Linked DNA regions of Triticum aestivum: region 2 is linked to region 1. The links are chromatin contacts, called in public Hi-C maps. All regions are on one chromosome and are shown on one strand. Each heading gives the region's core, a stretch centred on a gene start, on an enhancer-like site or on the middle of the called end of the contact. The rest is flanking DNA. Distances are from core to core; before and after follow the strand shown. Region 1 holds the start of LOC123045079 (protein NRT1/ PTR FAMILY 4.5). Region 2 holds the start of LOC123045081 (vacuolar protein sorting-associated protein 45 homolog).

Evidence for each region. A called contact is a pair of places that touch in the nucleus more often than the background predicts.
Region 2: a contact with region 1 is called in a Hi-C map of leaf, with 3 times the contacts expected there. The contact joins the promoter of LOC123045081 here to the promoter of LOC123045079 in region 1. A contact is called at or near these places in 2 of 5 Hi-C or Micro-C datasets (both in leaf).

Annotation. Positions count from the first base shown.
Region 1 is chr2B:392,001,569-392,009,476 of IWGSC CS RefSeq v2.1, forward strand. It overlaps LOC123045079 (protein NRT1/ PTR FAMILY 4.5), which reads right to left and starts at 3,024. Exons shown (of 5, transcript XM_044468011.1): 1 at 2,717-3,024; 2 at 2,081-2,298. The coding sequence starts at 2,807. It overlaps LOC123045080 (putative F-box/FBD/LRR-repeat protein At4g03220), which reads right to left. Exons shown (of 3, transcript XM_044468012.1): 3 at 4,611-5,325. The coding sequence ends at 5,005.
Region 2 is chr2B:392,187,303-392,195,210 of IWGSC CS RefSeq v2.1, forward strand. It overlaps LOC123045081 (vacuolar protein sorting-associated protein 45 homolog), which reads left to right and starts at 2,987. Exons shown (of 13, transcript XM_044468013.1): 1 at 2,987-3,284; 2 at 3,370-3,571; 3 at 4,006-4,085; 4 at 4,185-4,412; 5 at 5,529-5,654; 6 at 5,732-5,812; 7 at 5,906-6,047; 8 at 7,063-7,241; 9 at 7,788-7,908. The coding sequence starts at 3,195.

The sequences.
Region 1 (7,908 bases), core at 1,774-4,273:
GACGAAACCGGCGCGTATCTTGGCAGTTCATCTCTGGTGATTGCAGGACTGGACGACCCTGAAACTCTGAAAGCAATAGCTTGCCGCGAGGGTTTGGCACTTGCGGCAGATCTCCATCTACAGAATTTTGTGATCTCCTCCTATTCCAAGCAAGTTATCAATAATATCAATAAGGGTTGTAGGGGCAGCACTGGAGCTGTCATTAGTGAAATACAAATTCCAGCAAACTCTTTTCAATGTAGTTTCATTTTCGAGTCTCGTGCATCCAACATGGAGGCACATAGTTTAGCCAAGTCATCGCTTTCACTGGGTCCGGGGCGTCACGTCTGGTTTGGCCAACCTCTTGATCCAAGATGTATCCCACAATTTGTGGTTTTTGATAAATAAAACTTGGTATTCCCCTCAAAAAAAAAGAGGATCTCCCAATTAGTTGGGATGTCTACTGCAAACTGAAAAAAGAAGTGTTGAAAGGGCGGCTGCCATGTCACACGAGAAGGCCCACTTTGGTGAGACGTTTTGCCAAACTTTTTTTTTTTGCGGATGAATAATGTATTACTCAACTCAAGAAGTTCATACAATCAGTTGTAGCAAGCTCCATAGCGAGGGCCACTCTGCTGGTTTTTTTAGGGGACACTGCTGTTTTTGTGTCGATGGCGAAACACAACGATAGGGACCGTAGGAGCTGCAGATGGGGCACCAGCCCCATTGACCAAACCAAAAACAAGATAATTTTGCTAACGACAAATTGTTTGGAAATCTAACTAGTGCACATGCCCCGGTTAGTATTTTCATGCAGCACATGCTATTATGAAATTTAACAAGAGATGTCGTGTGTTATGCATGTTACAACAAGTAAGAGAAGATACCAGGCCACAGAAATAAGATCAAAAGCAATGCAAGACTTACATGGACGAGAGGTAACTCAACTAAGCTTAATTCAAAGTTGCGACATTTGTTTTAAATCGGCAAGAGTAGTAAGCAAGTGACTATAACCTGATAACAAAGTGACTACACATCCACAACCTGGTAAAGAACTATAGCTATGCACTGACACTCAATGACAAGAAAAATAAATGTAGAACATCAAATCCATGCGTGAAGGGCGGCCAATCAGCTATGCCATATGGGGCAAGCTGGTTGGCCACGGTAAAATATTTTTTGGGATATTATTTTTAGATGGAGGTGAGGAATTTTTTTAATGTGATTTTCCTTATGGAGGTCATGACCCACAATTTTTTTTAAATGGAGGGCTACGAAAGTGGCGCTCGCTGGTAGGTTGCATTGAAGTTTTTTCTTCTTTTCCTTTTTACTCTTTTTCTAAATGGAGGTGAGGATTTTTTTTAAATGTTTTTCTAGATGAAGGCGATGAGTCCATGTATTTTTGTAAATGAAAACGTGCGTCCAACTCCCTCTCAAGCGCGCACCCTAACTACTAGTATGTTTCAAAGATCTAGTGCAAAAGCCAACGACAAAAACGGACCATCAACCGGGTAATCTACACGGTTTTGAGTGATCATTTTGTAATTTTATACTTAAAAAGAAGAAGCGTGCAGCTGAAACTAACTGAAAAGCCAATATAAATGGTCCCAGCCTCCCAGGGCTTCTAGAAACTTGTTGATATTTTGGTTCCCGCGAGAAAGAAAGCGGGTCATCCAGCTCTGACAGTCACACCAACTACTCCCCGTTGTGTCGACCCCACCCATGCTATGTATGTATGCCACTTTGATCGTCTCGTCGCTCCTCCTTTTTCCGCTCCTGTTGATGCGCCGATGGCACCCACCCATGCCACCTTTGTCTAGCGCTTGGTGGAAAAATCCAGCACCTTTGCTAGCTAGCTAGTCGTATTCGTACGTAGCATTAAACTCAAGGTGTGCTATCAGGCTAAAACGTTGACTAGATTCCTTGGTTGGGAAATACTGACTATTACTGAATGAAATGCATAATGGAGCAATCATGCATGAGGCTTGATGTATGTAGATTAAAAATAATAAAAGCCCCTTCCACTTCCATGGATAAGTAAGTTGTACCAAAAACAAAATCCATCGCGTAAAAACATGGGGCATGGAGCAGTAGATAGTACCAGAATCTCGATCGGGCCGAAGATGAGGACGGTGTAAAAGCGCTTGATGTAGGAGTCGGCGAGGAAGGCTGCCGGGATGGAGAACATCTGCAGCGCCGCGAAGAAGTTGCTGGCCGTCGTTGAGGCCTCCGCCACCCCCATGTGCATGGTGCCGCGAAGGTAGGTCACCAGGTTCATGATGTTGGCGATGTTGGCAGCGTTGCTCAGCAGCACCAGAGCTGCATGCACAAGAACAGATTAGAAGAAAAAAAAGTGAAGCGTGCGTTCCATTAACATCTCTAAGCTTGGCCAAAAAGATTAAGCTTTCTACCGAGTATGGTTTGTGGAAACACACGACCGATAGCAAAAGTGGGAGTGAGAGTGACCTGCTACTGCTAGCTAGTCAGCATAGCAGGGGGAAAGCATGCAAGAAACCTGCTTGCTAGCTAGCTAAAGGGAGAAAAAGTGTGTGCGAGAAAAATCCAAATAGATCAATTGTTTGCACATACGTACGTATGTACTAACTCAAGGAAAGAAGGTTATCATTGTTGACAGAAATGGGATTGGCAAGACTACTGGAGCGAGCAAATCAAAGGAACTTAGGAAGACATGAAGGATGCAGTATGCAGGTGTTGCCTTCCAATTCCAATTCCATACCGTGAATGAAGATGGAAGCTCTTACTCCTCCATGCTTCTTGGGGTTAACCGGCCTTCCCCTCCAGTCGACGAGCCCTGATGAGCTGCCCATGCCTTCCTCCCTCCCTCCCTCTGATCCGCACTGCTTCTGCTTGCAGGTTGCTGCTGCTGCGTCTCTCAAGCTGTGTCGGTCTGATGTGATGATATAGCTAATAAAGGAGCGAGAGGCCTTGGTGGTGGCACTGTCCAAGTGAGCACCAAGGGACGGAGCTAAGGAACGGGATGAATGACACAGCGAAAGGAGGTCCCAATGGACAGTGAAACGCCACCAACCAGCTACAAATAACGGCTGCAGTGCGGTCAGCTATAGCTAAATGGCCAGTCCCGGCTCCCAATGTTTCACATCGTGCTGCGCCAGTGCTATCCTGACCCATTCCCATTGCTTGGAAGGATGGTTTTCTTTGTGGTGGGGCTCAAGGTGTTGCATGCGCTTCTACGGGTTTTTAAGTTATGATGAAGAAAATTCATCGACTTGTTCAAATTTTTAATAAAAAATATTCTTTCTTCTACATTTGAGACTTCAAAAAGGAGACTTGTTCAAATATATGTCTATCGCTGATACTCGGTGAAGAAACCACAATCCGTCTTAACGCTCAGGGCCGCTCCTTTACCTATTCTCAGCCTAGGAACAAAAAATTCTCACGACATGTCAGAGGTGCCGTGCCGCCACCATCACCAATGGTGCAAGCCAAACAGATACTGTATCACTCCCTTGATGATAGAACTTGACAATCTGGAATCATATGTTGTCTCTCCACAAGGAGACTTTTGACACGGTGACATCAACCACCATGTCCATATTCCTCCCAGCGAGCCCTGTTATTTGAGGAGGAAGTGACCCCATCCAGACTATATACATTTCACAATCAACAATATCAGCTGGTTTACCAATAAGATACTACCACTTTAGCTGTGGATTCATCGTCACGTGAATACTTTGTGTCCGTTTTGATGAAGGACACTTTTATTAACACAAAATATAATATGCTCCAATCGCGTACACACCATTGTCAACACCGGTTGGTGCTCCATTCGGAGTAGTGTAAACCTCGTATGAAGCCAATTCGTCCAACAGTAGATAACAGAGATGAACTTTCACATTGAAAATCATATCATTTCTACGGTCTAAGCGCCCATAGTAAGGCAGATGCATCCACCCTTATTAGCATACAAAATTTATTTGGTATGTCATCGAACAATGACCGTACAAACTGGTAACACTTCTTGGCGGATACAAATTGAACATTATTTAGATGGCTGACTACATAGAATGCACAAACTTGTACTAAAAGAAGAGGTGTTTAATTGTCTTGCCATGGGCACAAAAACAATGCTTCTTGCTTCCTTGCCAGTTGCAGTGAACAAGATTGTCCTTTGTCAGCACAACTTCCTCAGCAAAGATACCACATAAAAGTCTTTCTTTTACTGATATCTTCAACTTTCATATTTATTTTACTACTGTCCACTGGAGTCTTCAAGTGCGAAACCACGGTACCTATAGAGTCGACGCCCATTTTTGTTAGATTTCAGCAAAACTCATCCACAGCCTTGACAACATCAACCCATCAATCATACATAATTAACCAAGGGTGACCTACCAACAAGAATAAAAGTATAAGCAGGAAGACTAGTTATTGCCTCAGGCTAGGAGTCTTGTTCTCGCAACCTTGTTTGGAACATTTGCCCTCTGCAGTAGATTCGTAAGTGCACGTCACATGATAAATACCACCAGCTTTGATTAGTAGTTAATGCTTTGGATATTAATCTCCCATCTAAACAGCTTATCTTAATTCACCCAACATGAAAGACCATTGGACATATAGCTTCATGACATGAATCCATATATGAGACCAAGTTACTTAATTTCAGTCTCACAATTCATGAAAGAATCATACCCTTACACAAACTCCAACAAAAGATATCAAAAGGGTGACCTTCCAGTCCCGGGTACCATTACAATAACAGAAATTCATACTAGCAGAAATCACCATGAGACTACTAAATAGCAGTGCACCCCACTTAACAAATGCTCTCAGCATCAATAGAAGTCAGGGTAAGCTGCTAATATTCTAGCAAATTAATTAGCATCCATAGTTGCATACCGATTACAGAGATAAACACGCATCCCAGAAAAGACAATCCCAACAGCATTGACATATTCTGGCAACATGAATTCGTCACCACTCCTGAGCATGCCAACATTAGGACCAAGCAAACCAGAAGCTTGTGAGAATTGGCAAATCAGTGTGTTAATCTTCAGGAACATACAGAACTTTCCCCACCAAACAGCGGTGCACATAAAATTCCATATGCAGTTCCGATTTGGAGAAGCTTCGTAACATCTGGCACAACCCCTTGGCCTTGCTTTCCGTAATTGAGTGATGAAAAGATACTGTCATCTTTTTTAAGGCCGTTGCCCAACTGAATAACCGTTGCACAAAATCACGTTCATGTTCAGTTCCTGATAGTTCACTAATTTCTACTTCTTGGAGGCGATCAAGCACAAGTTTCTCGGTTTTCCAGTGTGTTGGCTGATCACAAATGCAACTCGATGGGCATGGAGTCTGCGCCTGAAGTGAGGAGCATATCAACTTCGTAAGATTAACCGATATGTTTCATGATGAAAAAGAGACGAAATTATAATGTATCAGACTGCCCGAGTACTTCGAGATGCATCAGCACATTTACAAAAGAACAACAGCAGGAAGTAGTTTGAAGCCGGCATACTGCAGAAAATATGTATGTTCTTTGTACAAAGAGAAACTGGTACGACAAACACTATTATAGAAGTTACACGAATTCTTAAGCATGATGATGTTCAGTTTGACCTTTGGACTCATTGTCAATGAAATATCTTAGAAAAGCATATCGTAAGAAAATAATATCCCCAAGTACTTGCTTTAAGTGTGTTATCAAGATTGAGCGTGTGACTGAGCCTGCCAGGCAATAAAGCGCAATATACCGTGGATGACGATTTGTGGCTCTCGGGTGCCACACACCCCTATATGAATATAGAATTAAAAAAATACCAGGAAATTTCAAAAAAATCTGGAATTTCGGGATATCAAACCTGGGTGCCCATTGTACACCCGTGTTCAGTTTCGTGGAGAAAGGGTGCCCATGGTAATCTCGGTAAAAAAGTCAAAGAATTCCTATGTATAGAAAAAACTATTTGGATGGATCGTCTGTCGGACCGTATTTCCTTCGCCACGGATACCATGGGCACTCATTCCAAACGAAACTGAGCACGGGTGGACAATGGGCACCCAGGTTTGATATCCGAAAATTTCAGAATTTTTTGAAATTTCCTGGTAATTGTTTTTAATACTATATTCATATAGGGGGGGTGGCACCTGGGATCCCCATTTCCCAATATATTGTCACATACATTAGAAAATAGTGCGCCGCTTTGCTAAACTTGAAGATGAAAGTATTAGCACTTACAAGAGCCATATAATTTCCTGGTAGAACCAGGGATCCTACCGGACCTGCTGGGTAGGCTGTAGGGGAAGGATGGAGCGGGGCTAGGCGATGAGCGGGTGCGCCGGCGGCTGGGCACCGTCGCGTCGGAGGAAGATGGCGGCGGCGGCTAGGGTTAGAGGCGGCTAGGGTTCTGGCTCCTCTGGGAGCCGGGCAACAGGAATAATAATATTCTTATTGCTTAATCTCAAAAAGAGTGAAGGGGAGCCTTGGCGCAGTGGTAAAGCTGCTGCCTTGTGACCATGAGGTCATGGGTTCAAGTCCTGGAAATAGCCTCTTACAGAAATGTAGGGAAAGGCTGCGTACTATAGACCCAAAGTGGTCGGACCCTTCCCTGAACCCTGCGCAAGCGGGAGCTACATGCACCAGGTTGCCCTTTTTTTAATCTCAAAAAGAGTCTTACAGCATATATTTATAACCTAGATAACTTGCATACGAATTAACCTAAGATAACTTGTGGGCTAAAATTGCCCGATGGGCCTTTTACGGCCATAGGCTAAACCGGTCATAACACTTCTCCCCGCCTGCACAAACAGCTCGTCCTCGAGCTGTAAGGTGGGGAAGCGCTTGCTGAACTTCTCGAGGTGATCAACCAGCGTCAAACACCTTCGCGACAGCTGGGGCGGCCAGGTCGGCGGCGACGGCGTCCTCCGGAATGTAGTCTGTAACCTCCAGGTAGAAGAGTCGTGGGCAGGCATGGCCGGGCGTGTAGGGCTCGTCGCAGTTGAAGCACAACCCTTGACGGCGACGCTCGAGTAGCTCGGCTGAGGTGAGCCGACGGAACGGGCGCGCCGCGGTCGCGCCAGGGGTGCCGCGGAAGCCTGCGCAGGCCGACCCTGCACGGAATCCGGCCCGGATAGCGACCCAGCGGTCCGAGACGGTGATGCTTGCTGGATGGCCACCGCGCGGCGTTCGAACGCGCGGGCGTAGTACATGGCCGACTGGAGATCCTGGGGTCCCCAAAGTTCCACGTCCACGCGGATGTGATCCGGAAGTCCACCGACGAAGAGGTCGGCCCGCTGCTGCGCCGTCACGCCCGACGCGTGGCACGCCAGGGCCTGGAAGCGGTCGGCGAAGTCCTGCACCGTGGAGGTGAAGGGAAGGCGACCGAGCTCCGCCAAGCGGCTTCCGCGGACCGGGGGCCCAAAGCGAAGGAGGCAGAGCTCGCGGAAGCGCTCCCAAGGGGGCATGCCGCCCTCGTCCTGCTCGAGGGCGTAATACCATGTTTGTGCCGCGCCGCGGAGGTGGTAGGAGGCGAGCCAGGTACGCTCCGATGCGAGGGTGCGCTGCCCGCGAAAGAATTGGTCGCACTGGTTGAGCCAGTTGAGGGGGTCCTCCGTGCCGCCATAGGTGGCGAAGTCGATTTTGGCGAACCACGGCGGTGTCTGCGCCGAAGCGCCGTGTCGAACTGGCTCGGAGGAGCGGAGCAGGGCGGCCGGTGGCGCCTGGTCGGAGTACTCCGGGTGGCGACCTGCAGTGCCGGATGGCCCGTCAAACTGCGGGAATGGGGTCGGCTGTTCGGAAGCCGCGGTGTAGACCGGCAATGGAGAAGACCCAGCCGCCAACGCTGGTATTGGCGATGGAGAGGGCGGGAACCGGACCTGGTTGATGGGCAAGCCGGCCGGAGCGGCGGACGACAGTCCGGCGCTGGGCAGAGGTGGCGCCTGGAGCTG
Region 2 (7,908 bases), core at 1,737-4,236, 190 kb after region 1:
CTCTATAGTGTCGCTCACCCTTCGAACCCTCATCTCCGTTGCATGGTGCAGAATAAGTCAAATCCCGCACCGCCTCCTCTCTTGGATGAATACCATGCGCCGACCAAAGGGACCCACCAGGGCGATTACTTAGTCAAAATCGTTGTTAAAAATCTAAAATTGAACACCTCAATTTTATTGTGGGAGCTTCTAATCCTTGGGAGCTTAGTGAATTAAAGGATTCAATGGTGTGTTTGTCTGGGCTTCTTAAAACGACTTCCCATGAAACATGTTCTCGCCCGCTTCAAAGGGGACCAATAGTATTTACTGTAATGCAGTTTCGGAGCTCTCTCGTAACCTCGCTTCCCTTTCGGTTCCCGCGGGTGCCTTGATCGGTCCCTCAATGCATGTTGACACTTGCTATCTCACCCACCCAAAAACAGTGTCGTGTCGGACTAAGGCATCATCCACCCTCTTTTCCATTATAGCAGCTTCCCTTCAATAGCCATCTCACACGCACTTATGTTTGAGTCATAGCCCAAACAAACAAAGCGTTTGTTCCCTTTTTGGGTGTACCTAAAATTAGGGGAAATAACACACTAGGGACCCATTTGGAACATAGGAAATTAAAATAAATAAGAAAAATTGAGATGTCATGTATCCTTGGTTCTTACATGAACCAAAATAACATAAAAACTAAAATTTTCTCTTCTAAATGTTACAAAAGGAAAATCGGGGCATTGTAGGCACAAAGATAAGAAATATATATAAGGTTGGTCTCTTCTAAAATTCCTATGCAATAGACGATTCTATTGGAATCTCGTATGAACATATAACGTGATATAATTTGTTTTTGATGGTGTCAGATAAATTTCCCTATAAGATTTATATTGTTCAATTTCCCCCCTTTGTTCCAATTAAGGCCTAAGAATCCAAAATTATCAACCATTGTTGCTGGTGTTCTTAGACCGACACTACCATCGAGTGATGACAAATTTTGTTCGGAGGGGAGTGATAGTGGGATGGTAGCACATGAGATAAGCAGTTTACTCAGGTTCGAGCCCTCCTTGGAGAGCTAACACCCTACTCCCACCTATGGTGGTTACATGACTCGAGTGCTTGCTGACGATCGAGAAGATCGCTGGAGAGAGGTCTTTCTTGGATTACAAGTTCCTAGCCGCGACGACAACTGCAGAAGAAGGGGCTAGGTGGAAACTCTAGCGTTAGATGGCTACATAATGTATTAGGTACTTAGGTCTCTCCCGAGAGGGCCCTAACTCGCCTTGTATACTCGTTTGAACTAGGGTTACATGGCCCAGATTGTACTAGAGAATGGCTCGTGCCACTTGGTCTAGCCGGACCATGTCATGTGTCGGTGGATCTCTATGTCTTTGCGTTCCAAGTAGGGGCGGCATCTAGTTGGCACCCAGACCCGAGTGGCTGAATCGAGACAATCAGAGACAATGTAGCTAACCTATTGCTTGGTTGATGGCATCTGAGTGTCATATCCTCGCCAGTCGCTCCCTAGTGTCACTTGTCTTGCATGTCAAGATGCGAGCGGGAATTGTTGAATTCCTGAAAGACAGAGAAGGCAAAAATCATAGCGGCTCCAACCTCGCATGGGTAGGAGCATTGTGGCGGTTGAGCTACTATCGAGTGAGAGCATTGTGGCGGTTGAGCCACTGTCGAGTAAGATTCAGTGGTATCTACTTCATCCCAGCCGGGGGGGGGGGCTAGTGGTCCATTGTAGAGCATACCATGCTTTCGAGCGGAGTCCTGAGTGCCGCATGTCAGACCAAACGGGGCTTTCCCAACCAACATCGTGGAGGAACAACATCACATCTCTTTTTAGAACCAAGTATCAAGTCTCGGTGCCTGACACCTCTTGTTAGGGGGTCAACTTGTGCTCCATGGAGGACCATGATCGCCCTTCATTCAGGCGTGGCCCGAGCAGCCTGGGACCATGGAGGTCAGCTACATGTACCGATGTACTCATGATTGATGGCGCCCGAGTCCTGAAGATTTTAGTTCCCGCCTAGTGCCCATAGGGGGTTCGCCTCTCGGGTGCCATTGTCACATCCGAGTTTTGCATGATGTCACAGAACACTGAAACGCTTCTATGACACGTTAGGGTCTCTGTAGCTCCAAGATCTTGAATTGGTCGGGTGGGAGGACCGAAAAGGTGCATCCCTTGGTCTCGCCTTGGTCTTTGAGGTGGGGCCGTTAATCCATCGTCTTCCTAACAGTCTTCGAGAGGTCATGCACATCATGGGGAGGTAGCCGTTGATGCGTGGCACCCGATAGGATGTGACACTTGGGGTTTCTCTCCCACCCCTATGTAAATCGGGGAAGGGCTGGGAAAAGGTGTGTCCTTGTACCCGCAAATTCACCTGCACCAGACCCTCTCTTAGTACCGCGCTCTGGCCAAACTCGTCGTGCTCCGGACTCCCATCATGGCCGTCGTCGCTCGCTTGATCTTCCTGTTCGGCGATCGTCGCCACTCGTTCTGCCCACCACCGTTTGCGCGGCTCTAGGTCTACGCTCCACCCACCGCTTTCTTGACGTCATGGGTTGCCCTCCGGTGCAACACGTGGTGCGGCGGAGTATTAGGCGGCAATGCCGGCAGCGTCGATGGTGTCCATCGTGACAGCCGAGCAACTGCAAACCTATTAGTGATGTTAGTGATTGTGAAAAAAAATTGATAATAACAATAGAAGAAGTGGTGGGATTTAAAAGTCTATTATGCCCTCTGACTCAAAGGATGGTGCGTATTTGATTTTTATTCACACCCAAATCTTGTAAATTTTGATCAAGCTTATAGGTTTCTTAGAATGCAAAATCAATATTATTAGATTCATTATGAATATATTTTCATATGATACATAGGAGTATTTGATATTGTAGACATAGATAATTTTCTCAATAAATTTGGTTAAAGTTCGTGAGATTTACTTTCAATACACGTGGGCGTGGCAAGTTTCGCTGCAAACTGAAATTGTGTAGAACCAAAGAAGCGAACCGATCGTCTTTGCCATCTGCCGTCGACTCTCTCCTTCCAACCCCCGGTTCTTTCCCCTTTGCCATCTGCCGTCTCAAGTCTCGAACGCACCCTGTTCCTACTCCGCTCCGCCGAGACCTCGCCGCCGGCGACTCGGGATCTAACCCCTACACCTACACCACAACGCACTGAAGAACAAGGCGCAGTAACAGCAGAAATGGTGCTGATCCCTCTCATCCGGGATTACATCGACCGCATGCTCCAGGACATCTCCGGCATGAAGGTCCTCATCCTCGACCCCCAAACCGTACGTACGCGCCCCCCGAAACCCTAGCCCTGGCAGGCCTCTGCTCCTCCCCATTTTTCTCACCAGATCCGCGGGCTCGTTCCAGGTGGGGATGGTTAGCGTAGTGTACAGCCAGTCGGATCTCCTGCGGAAAGAGGTGTTCCTCGTGGAGACGGTCGACGACGCCTCCAGCTCCAGGGCGTCCATGGCGCACCTAAAGGCCGTCTACTTCCTCCGCCCGTCCTCTGACAACGTCCAGAAGCTTCGCCGCCACCTCTCTGCGCCGCGATTTGCCGAGTGCCACCTCTGTGCGTAATTGATCCCCATTTGCTATATTCAACCCGTGAACTTGCTACATTCCTGTTAGTTCACGTCTTTTCTCAGTTTTCTGTGTGTTTTACTTTGAGAAGATCAGAAGAGTTGATTGCGATGGGGATGCAAACAATTTGGTAGACAACCCCAACAAAATGAAAACCAGCACATGAAGATTGGGGCAAGCAAGATACTAAAGCAACTACTCAAGACTACTTGCTCTTTTCTGGAAAACATGTTGCTCACCCTACTGTCTAAGAAGTTTTTAAAGTTACGCGTAACTAGAAATAATAAAATTAAAATCAATACAATGTAGCAGTTTGGGTGATAGTGTTGTACCTTGTGGCGGGGTCTGAAAGAGGGACAAATGCTTGGCTTGTCGCAGCAGAGTTTTGCTGATTTTGTTCATTTATTGTTTGTTTCCTTGCAGTCTTCTCCAATATATTGAAGATTCCACAGATTCAGGTGCTTGCCGATTCTGATGAGCAGGAGGTTGTGCAGCAAATTCAGGTATATGTCGTTCATGATTGTAAGTACACATTGGAATGAAGTGTTTGAGAGTTGAAAGGGAGGATGGAGTTGGTATATGAATGCTGTTTTGTTTTGCAGGAGTTCTATGCTGACTTTTGTGCCATTGATCCTTTCCATTTCACTCTGAATATACACAATAACCACATCTACATGCTTCCAACGGTGGTTGATCCTCCTGGTATGCAAAGCTTCTGCGATCGAGCTGTTGATGGCATCGCTTCTGTCTTCCTGGCTCTGAAGCGTCGCCCTGTTATTAGATACCAAAGGACATCAGATGTTGCAAAAAGGATTGCACAAGAAACTACGGTGGGTCCACTGTCAATATTAAATATTACTACATGGAGACCATGAAAAAAAATCATCAACTTAGGATTTCAGCACATGTCAATATAAATATTTTTTTTGGCAAGAATATTAAATATTACAACATGAAGCATTCTAGAGAAATCTTTTTACATGCTTATCCCAATGATTGAAACTGTTGAAAGATCACTGTCAACTATTATATTTTTGTTACTCTAGCACATCTTCAGGTGTTAACTCACTAGAAAACAGAAACACTTAACCTTTATACAGTAGTGATGATGCCTCATGCCTACACTGACACATGGTTCTTTTCGTACTCTTTTGATTATTCTGTTCATATCTGCTTTCTGTGCTGTGATCCACATCACTTATGCCCGTCCGATTGTACTTCCATTGTCTGATCTTGAAGGCATGGTTACATATAGCCTCTTCTTCCTCCCAAGCGATATGTTCATCTCTGCACACACTGCAAGCTAGTCCTAGGTGGATTTTTGTGCAGTTCTTACTGAAAGCTTGAATTTCTTTTATACCTTTTCATTATTTATCAATGATCTTAAGTTACACAACGTGAATCTAGGCTTTTATTGTTAGAGCATGTTAGAATGGTTTATTTATCAATTAAAGTTGTATCGATTGTAAGTTCGTCTCAGATAGGTATTCTCCGGGACTGCTTAGAATTGTTGAACCAACAATGAGATTACGAAGGGAGTTAGTATGGCTCTGACCCATTGAACCAACAATGAGATAATGAGAATACAACCAAAAAAGTTGTAGTTAAATTTTATTCATGTAAAAGGGTGGAGTGGTACGAGTATAAGGGCAGTAGTTTCCAATTTATCTAAATGAGTGCCTCTGGGTGGCACTATGTTACAATCATTGGTCAATTATGCATGTTTTAGAGAATTTTCATGATAAACTTCATATTCTACAAAAGGGAGTAGGAAGAAGTGCAATTTATAGAAGTAGAGGAAGATTGAAAATCTTTTCTGTGCCACAAAATGTACGCAATTCTGTATCATAATTATGCCTTACTTCTGTTTTAAGGATTTTGTGATGCCATTGTGACTTCTGTTTGGAATACTTGTTGCTCATGCACTTACAATTTGGAATGTGCAGAGGTTGATGTATGAGCAGGAAAGTGGCCTGTTTGATTTTAGAAGAACTGAAAACTCTTCCTTATTATTAGTGATTGACAGAAGGGATGATCCTGTTACTCCGTTACTTAATCAGTGGACATATCAGGTACTCTAAAAGATTATAATCTGTGGCTGTTTTGAATGTACTTTTCTATTGATTTGTTTACAAATTTGAATTCATAGGCGATGGTCCATGAGCTTATTGGAATTGAGAACAACAAAGTTGATCTTAAGGAGTTCGCTAATGTCCCTAAAGATCAGCAGGTTGAGAAGTGTTGAATTTCTTCTTTTCATACCATGTTAAAACACTGCATGAACTTTCTTCAAATATGATTGATGTGAAATATGCTGATATAGGAGGTGGTTCTATCAGCAGTACAAGATGACTTTTTTAGAGTGAACATGTTTGAGAATTTTGGAGACCTTGGTATGAATGTTAAAAGAATGGTAGATGACTTTCAACATCTTTCAAAAAGCAGCCAGAATTTTCAGAGTATAGGTAAGTGATATGGATTTTTGCTTTTGTTGTTTCCTATGAAAGAAATGGATCACGGAGAAATTGTGTCTATTTACCTAGTTTTTTTCATTTCATTTGTAATTTCACACCTTATACTTAAATATTGTCTTCTTATCCTCAACTAGTTTGATTTCTTTGAATAATTAATCTTGCTATAATATCCTTACTATCATATTAGTTATTTGTTATTGGTACTTTTATGGACAAGTGCATCTAATGATTTAAGTGTTGAACTTATTGTGTTCCTGTCCTCTCCTTACTATGTTATGGTGTCAGTTTATATTTTAAAACATGAATATTTTCATAAAAAACTATCCTCTTTTAGTAGCTGCAGTTGAACAAAATCTTAGCGCTTGTTGAATAGATGGCCCATAAGCCCATAACTAACAATCCAACATGCTATGAAATTTTTTGGGGGGTGGGTAGTGGAATGCAAATAACTGTAATAGGCTGTGGGTCATAAAAGGGGATCAGGAAGAAGATATCTGTCATGTGGGGCCGCACATATGTGCGCTGCTGCAAGGTGCCTGGAGGGCAGCCACCCTGATCTCCACCCTATGGGATCTGTTCGCATTAAGCTAGGTCAGGAGAAGCACCTTACTAGTTGTTTGTTCTTACCATATTGGGAGAAAGCACCTGATTAGTAACTAGTAGTCCGTGTCAGTTTAGGCTATGTTTCTATTATGCAATGAATCGCTTATATATAAAGTGGCGTAGGCTGTAGCTTAAAGAAGATTAGGCTCCATGTACAGCAGCAACCCAGGTTGCCAGAGTTCGCCACCACAGCCGTCCAGAAGCCCAAGTAACCTCGCCCTCGCCCTGAAATCCAGCACGAGTACTACCTTCGAAATCTTGGATGTGACAATATATCTCTAGTTCTCGAACATTATGCCAATGTCACTTTGTACAATACGGTTTGTTGGTTTATAGTCTGAAATATATATGTGTTTTCTGCTTTGTTTTAAACTCTGAATGCCTGATATGTTAATGGTTGTAGATGATATGGCAAAATTTGTGAGCAACTATCCTGAATATCGAAAGACACATGGAAATGTGACAAAGCATGTTGCTTTGGTGAGCGAGATGAGCAGAATGGTGGAGGAAAGGAAGCTTATGCAAGTTTCACAGACGGAACAAGAGCTAGCATGTGCAAGTGGACAAGCAGCAGCCTTCGAGGTATTCATTTGATGCCCGGAAACTATTTCACGCCTTTCAGGGTAACTTGGTCTTGGTATAGCTTGATTTTAGAGCTAGTTATCAAATGTAAAGCTGCTACTATGTTTGTGATGTAAGACTGCTAACTTTTACATCTCAAATATTGCTTTGCTATTGAAAAAATCCCCCCCCCCTCTTGCCCCCCTATTTATATATCGTTTTGAAACCATTCTACTCTTGTTGTTGCTTTGACCAGTCAATAGCCATGTAAGTCGAATTGTGCCTCCCCTTAGAAGCAGCTTAAGGAGTTGATTTTTCTTTAGGAGAAAATTTACATTTCTGTTGCTGTGACCACTGCCATCAGCTAGTGTTCAAACCATACCTATTCTTGGAACTGCTGACCTATCTGTTGACTTGCTCATTAAGATAGAAATACATTATGTATGAGAAGGCTCATTTGTCTGATCAGTTTGATGCTAGTTGAATTAATGTGAGTAGGGTTTACTCCACAGAGAAACTGACCAGTTGATTATTTTTGCCAATCATTGACCAGTTGCTTTTTTGCAGGCTGTTACTTCCTTACTTAACAATGAAAGTGTATCTGATATTGATCGTTTGCGACTTGTAATGCTCTATGCTTTGCGGTATGAAAAAGAGAGTCCAGTTCAGTTGATGCAGCTTTTCAACA